Regions from separate parts of the Mus musculus genome. Here region 2 is linked to region 1. A link is a contact called in public promoter capture Hi-C data. All regions are on one chromosome and are shown on one strand. The core of a region is the stretch at or near the end of the contact, and the rest is flanking DNA. Distances in the headings are between cores, read along the strand shown. Region 1 holds the start of Dip2b (disco interacting protein 2 homolog B). Region 2 holds the start of Pcbp2 (poly(rC) binding protein 2).

The links. Capture Hi-C pulls out chosen DNA fragments and counts their contacts.
Region 2: a contact with region 1 is called in a promoter capture Hi-C map of adipose tissue, with 3 times the contacts expected there. The contact joins the promoter of Pcbp2 here to the promoter of Dip2b in region 1.

What each region holds. Positions count from the first base shown.
Region 1 is chr15:100,037,003-100,039,955 of GRCm38.p6, forward strand. Dip2b (disco interacting protein 2 homolog B) reads left to right here and starts at 1,662. Exons shown (of 38, transcript NM_001159361.2): 1 at 1,662-1,907. The coding sequence starts at 1,808.
Region 2 is chr15:102,469,247-102,472,290 of GRCm38.p6, forward strand. Pcbp2 (poly(rC) binding protein 2) reads left to right here and starts at 1,386. Exons shown (of 15, transcript NM_001103165.1): 1 at 1,386-1,557. Gm36331 (a long non-coding RNA gene) reads right to left here and starts at 1,250. Exons shown (of 2, transcript XR_384469.3): 1 at 1,009-1,250; 2 at 195-475.

The DNA.
Region 1 (2,953 bases), core at 412-2,911:
GTCCTGGCCCGCCTAGAACTCGAGACAGAGCAGACTGATTTTGAATTTAGCTCCTCAGTTTATGTAATGTTGGGGATTGACTCCTGGGCTCCCTGCTTCTAACATCCCCAGCTTCCATTTTGGAGCACCTTGGAAAGAAAGAGACACTAGGATCCCCTCAGGCTGTGTGTGCCACCCCCCCCCCCCCCATGCACACAGTGGGGAAAAAAATCATAAATCAGTTGTCTCCCTGTGACAAAATTTCAATACTAAACACAAAAGTTACAATGTAAAATAAAGATCTTAATAGTTTTTGGTAAGAATACAGGAATGTAAAATTTGAAATGTAAATAAAGAAAATAATAATAATAAAAGAGGGGAAAAAGAATACAGGGATTTTTTTTTTTTGGCCTTCCTTATATATACTAAACTAGAATGAGTACTTTTGGACTACATATAGGTTACATACTGAGGTGGCTAAAAAAAAAAAAAAAAAAGCTATCCCCAACTCCCCATCAAGCTAGGGCACGTCTTTGATTCCAACACTCAGCAAGGAGGCAGATGAAAGTGGATCTTTGTCCTTTGTCGGTTGAGTAGAGAGTTCCAGGTCAGGCAAGACTGCATAAAGAGATGTCTTTCTTTCTTTCTTTCTTTCTTCTTCTTCTTCTTCTTCTTCTTCTTCTTCTTCTTCTTCTTCTTCTTCTTCTTCTTCTTCTTCTTCTTCTTCTTCTTCCTCCTCCTCCTCCTCCTCCTCCTCCTCCTCTTCTTCCCCTTCCCCTTCCTCTTCCCCTTCCTCTTCCTCTTCCTCTTCCTCTCCTCCCCCTCCCCTCTCCGTTCCTCGCTCCTCCAGACAGGGTCTTAACTGTGTAGCCCTGGCTGAATAGGAATTCACTATGTAGACCAGGCTGGCCTCAAACTCAGAGATTAGCCTGCTTCTGCCTCTTGTGTGCTGGGATAAAAGGCGTGCACCATTATACCGAATGCGGTGTATGTAGCCGTGTGTGTAGAGGTCTGCAGAGGTCCTCAAGCTGGCATTAGACGCCCAGTGCTGAGAACTGAGCTTAGGCCTTCTGCAGAAGCAGCCAGCGATTGTAACAATGAAACCATGTCCCCAACCCCTATTCCCACAGAAGTTCTTTTTATAAGTCTTTAGGAGTCAAGGCAAGATGAAGCAAGTTCGACTGTGATCTTTTTTCTTGTGTTTTGAGACAGGTCTCATGTAGCCCAGGCTGGCTCTCACTGAGGAGAGAATGACCTTGAACTTCAGATCCTCCGGTTTCCACCTCCTGAGTGCTGGGATTACAAGAAGCACCGAAAAAGAAATCAAAGAGTTGTTGGCAGGCATAATCCAGAATCTGGGGTAGATGAAGGATGTGGCCTGTAGGCAGGTCCATCAGGGAAAATGGGGGAAAAGACATGACAGATGCATGCTCTCCCGAGTGAGAGGGACTGGAAGAAGTAAGGGCAACGTCCCGGAGTCCTCTTGCTTGAGAGTTTGTGGAAGGTAGGCGTCATATGCAGCAGGTGCCGCATCTTCCCAAGGAGAGCAGAGCAGGCGACGGCAGCCTGCGCTCTCCAAGATCCGCGGTAGAGGGCGCTGTAGCCACGCCCGTCCTGCGTCTCCGGGGCGGGACGAGCTCCAGGCCGGGGGGCGGGGCCGCACGCTCACGTGACCCTCGCTCATGGCGGCGGCGGCGGCGGCGGCAGCGGCAGCGCCGGCGGCTCTCGGCGGCTGGAGCCGGATCCTGTAGCCGGGGTGTGGGCCCGCGTCAGTCCGTCCCTCCTTCGGCCCCCTCTCGTCTTCCGGAGTGTGGCTGGCGCAGCCGCGATGGCGGAGCGAGGCCTGGAGCCGTCGCCGGCCGCGGTGGCCGCGCTGCCCCCCGAGGTGCGGGCGCAGCTGGCTGAGCTGGAGCTGGAGCTGTCTGAGGGTAGGCGAGCGCGCGGCGGGCCGGGCGAGCGGGCGAGCGGGCGGCGGCCTGTGGGCGGCTGGGCTGGCGGGGCTCGCCGCTCCCCACCCGCGAAGCGCGGCTGGGCTTTCATTGTTGTCCCTGGGGGGCCCCGCAGGACCCGGGGACGGGTCAGCTGGAGACAAAGCTGCGCCCTCCGGCTGACACCTTGCCCCTCTGCTGCCTTGCTCCCGAAGGGCCGCTCGCCTGTCCCCTCGCTCCGGCTTCAGAACGAGGCGCAGGGGGACGCCGCAGCTGCACGTCTTCCTGCTTCTCTAACAATGCGAGGTGCCTCACCAGTGACAGGCGTGAGAAAGGAGCGGGGGAGCCATTGAGGGTCCGAGGGAGGTCGGAAGCGGTGGCGCTAACCCAGAGACCCCCCGATCCGCTGCCTCTAGACCGCCTCTGTCCTTGGGAGCAGCAGGCTTTTCTTGCCACCTGCATTCAGTCTAGGTTTTCCTATCTGGTCACCTTTTGGAGTCTTTGTAGAGGTGGCTACCGGGTACATGCAAATCCTGGCCGGCACCCTCTTTCTTTTGACAATGGATTGGTACAGGGAGGGTTGGGTTTGTGTAGATAATTTCAAACATGGACTAAATCTGGGCTCTGTTACAAGAGAAGTGCCTTGGATAACAATGAGGACCTCAATGCCGGCTGTGGGCATGTGGTCAGGCGAATGTGCTGTGGAGATCAGCTTCTCTGTAAAGTTCCTGTTTTTATCGCAGGCGGCCTCTGAACAAAAGCAGCATTTTCTCCGCGCTTGGTTTCCGTACACTTCGCTGATGTCTCCAGAGTTGCATATTGTTGAATTCCTTGCCAAAGACCCTCCCCAGTATTTTTCAAGTTCACTAAAAACTGTTGATTGGAAAAGAGTAAGGAATGTGATCAAGTTCCCAGGAGCGTTCTAGTTCCGACTTTTTGTTAACTTGTCACGACACTGGGCTTTTTCAAACCTTTTTGAGAATCACTTATAGTGAAAAGCCAGAAGTGCGTTTGAGTGTCACAGATCTTACTCGATTGAAGGAAAT
Region 2 (3,044 bases), core at 136-2,635, 2.4 Mb after region 1:
ATCGTCCCAGTCCTAACAGCCAGTGCGATGGAAAGGGCGTTTGCCATCACGCCTGATGTCCTGAGTCCGATCTTCAGGACCCGCTTGGTTGAAGGAGAAAACTGACTCCTCCTGAAAATCCTCCTTTGACTTCTTCCTGCCTGCTGTGGTGTAAGTACACACACACACACACTCAGTTTGTATACACACATACAAACCGTTTAAAAAAAGGTTTATTGCCTTTTTAAAGACACCAGGATAGTTGTCTTGTGTTGTGTACAAAATTCTGTGTTTTCAAGATGTCTTTTTTTTTTTTTTTTTTTTTTTTTTTTAAGGAGCAACAGGCAACAATAAAGCAGCGTTGCTCTACAGTCCAAGGTGGCCTGAGGTTCACCTTTGTCATCCTTAAGTTCCCCAATGGTATCAGCTTGTATCACACACTGTGCTTGGCCACAGAGTACCTTCTTGTACTGATGTTTAACTTGTTCTTTCGTTCCTATAAATGGATAATTAGACTTAATAAAAAGATTAACCAATTTGGGCAGGAATTCTAGATTATACAGTACTTCTTATATAATAGTGAGATATTCACATGATCAATGTTGTCCTAATACAGTGAAGTTTTAAAGTTACTTTTCTTTCTTTCTTTTTTTTTTTCTTTTCTTTCTTTCTTTTGATTTCTAAAAAGCCCTGTCTGTCCTGGAACTCACTCTGTAGACCAGGGTGGACTCGAACTCAGAGATCTTCCTGACTCTGCCTTTCCAGTGTTGGAATCAAGTTGGGTACCACCACCGTCTGATTTAAGAACATTCTTTTACGTTTTAATTCTTTATTATAATTATTATTGCCTGATTCAGTATCTGGGCTGCAAAATAATGATGTTTTCATTTCTTCTGCACTCACTAAAGTGGATTATTTTTAGAGTAAGCAGTTTGCCTGACACTTTCAGTCTGGCCATTCGTTTTTTATTTTAGACAACTGTTATTTTCCTTTCCCTCCCTCCTATCTTGATCCCAAAGCATTGGCCACCTCTTCGTATTTAGGCCTGAGCTTTCCAGTTCTTCCGCTAGAGGCCACTGGTATCCTCCGCGCCTCTGCGCTGCCGCTCTATCTCAGACCTCGCCGCTGGTTACTGGCCGTCTCGCTGGTGCCGACGCTGTCCAAGGAGCCGCTCTAGGCTCCGGGAAGGCGGTCCGCATTGCGTGGGGAAAGTGTGGACGACGCAGTCGACTCGCCGGCCCCCGGGGCGGTTAGCGCTTCCGGGGTCGAAGGGTGCGCGGGGTTGAAAGCGGCCCGCTCCGCCCCGTCCCCCTCCCAGACCAGCAGAGGCAGCAGCCGGAGCAGCCGCAGCCTGCGCCCTCTCCCGCCCGCCCGCCCTCCGCCCGCCCGCCCGCCCTCCGCCGCCCTCCACCCGCCCCGGGGTCTCTCTCCCCCTTCCTCCTCCTCACCCCCCCCTCCTCCGCCCGCTAGCGGGGCCCCCCTCGCCTTCCCGCCCGCCCCTATTGTTCCGCCCCCGGCCTCCCGCCCTTCCCCTTCCCGCCCGCTCCCCTTTTCCCCTCAGTCGACTCGCGCCTCCAGGTAAGCTTAAAATCTTCTGCTCCGCCGCCGGCAATAGCTTCTTCTTCCACTCGTGACATCCTTCTTGGCGGACTCCGGCCCTATTCTGGAGCCTCGGCCTCTCGTAGACCCGCATGAGCGTCTACTACTTCACTCTGCCTGCCCGGGCATTCACGCGAGGCCCTGGCTCCGGCGCGGCCTAGTAGGCCTCGCGCAGAGCCTGCCCCCTCCCCCCTCCCTCCCGGTGGCGGCTGCGCAGGAGTCAGGGAGGGCGCGCGCGCGGCAGGGGGGGCGGCGGTGGATTTGTTGGTTGAGGGGGGTTGGGGAGGCGATGGCCGGCTTGCTGGCGGGGCGGGTGAGCGCGGCTCCCCGCGGGGGTCAGGCGCTGGCGCAGACACACGAGGAGGCGCTGCTTGTCCGGCCCCTCCCCCTGGGTCGCAGCGCCCCCCCCTGACCGAACCGTTTATTCACCCCCTTTCCCAGTCAAGGGAAAGGGGGGGGGCTTTTTTTTTTTAAGTGGAAAATGCTTGGATGACCCGGGCGGGGGAGGGGAGTGGGGAGCTGCAGAGTTAAAGGGTAGGCGGACTCCCTGTTACCGAGTTACTCTGACGTTCTCTCGGGTAACGAATTTTGAAATTACAAAATGCCTGCCGCTATAAACCAGACCGAGCTATTTATAGAGGGGTAATTGACTGCAGGATTAACAGCTGGATTCCCAGGATGGGGTACACTTAGATTGACCTACTCAGGAGAGGAATTGACAGGTTTCTCAGATTACTTACATGACTTGGAGTTAAAAAAAATACATCTTCGTGCTTTACTTAAGAAATGAATTTGTAGCTAGGTTTTCAGTTTCTTTGCCTTTTGAACTTGTATAACTGTATTTCTAAGGTGATTAATATAACAGTGGGGAAGTGGAACTAACAGTTTTATACTGTATGAGGGGGTGTTAATCTTGCAGACTCAGTGAACAAGCATTGTTTTTCCATAAATGAGATGTTGATTTGTGAGGTTTTTTTTTTTTTGACAGCAATTAACTGTTTTCTGGAAATAGGGAACTGATGTGCTTTAGGGATGCATTTATGTAATCACTTACATCCTGAAGTAACCAGAAGATAGTTTGCATTATATAGAGTGGTGTGACAGTCACTTTAAAGTGCTTTAAACATACTTAAAGTATGGACTTGGGATTCAGAGTTTGGAGGCCAGCCTGGTGTTAATAGTTACATTCAGTACTGGGCAACATAGTGAGGCCCTGTCTCAAAAAAACAAAACAAAAAACCCAACAGTATGTGTATTGTGTGTGTTTATGGCAAAGTGAAAACTGACTGGTTTTATGAAGGGACAAAATTAGTTGTAGGAGGAGAGAAATCATTGATACTGATTTGAAGGGATGAATACTTGCCATGCTATTGGAGAAATTTCAGGGCTTGAGACTCTTGGAACTGTCAGTGTTTGGTGTTAAAGTATTAAAAACAAAAATATCAAAAACCAAATTCTTTGTCTAC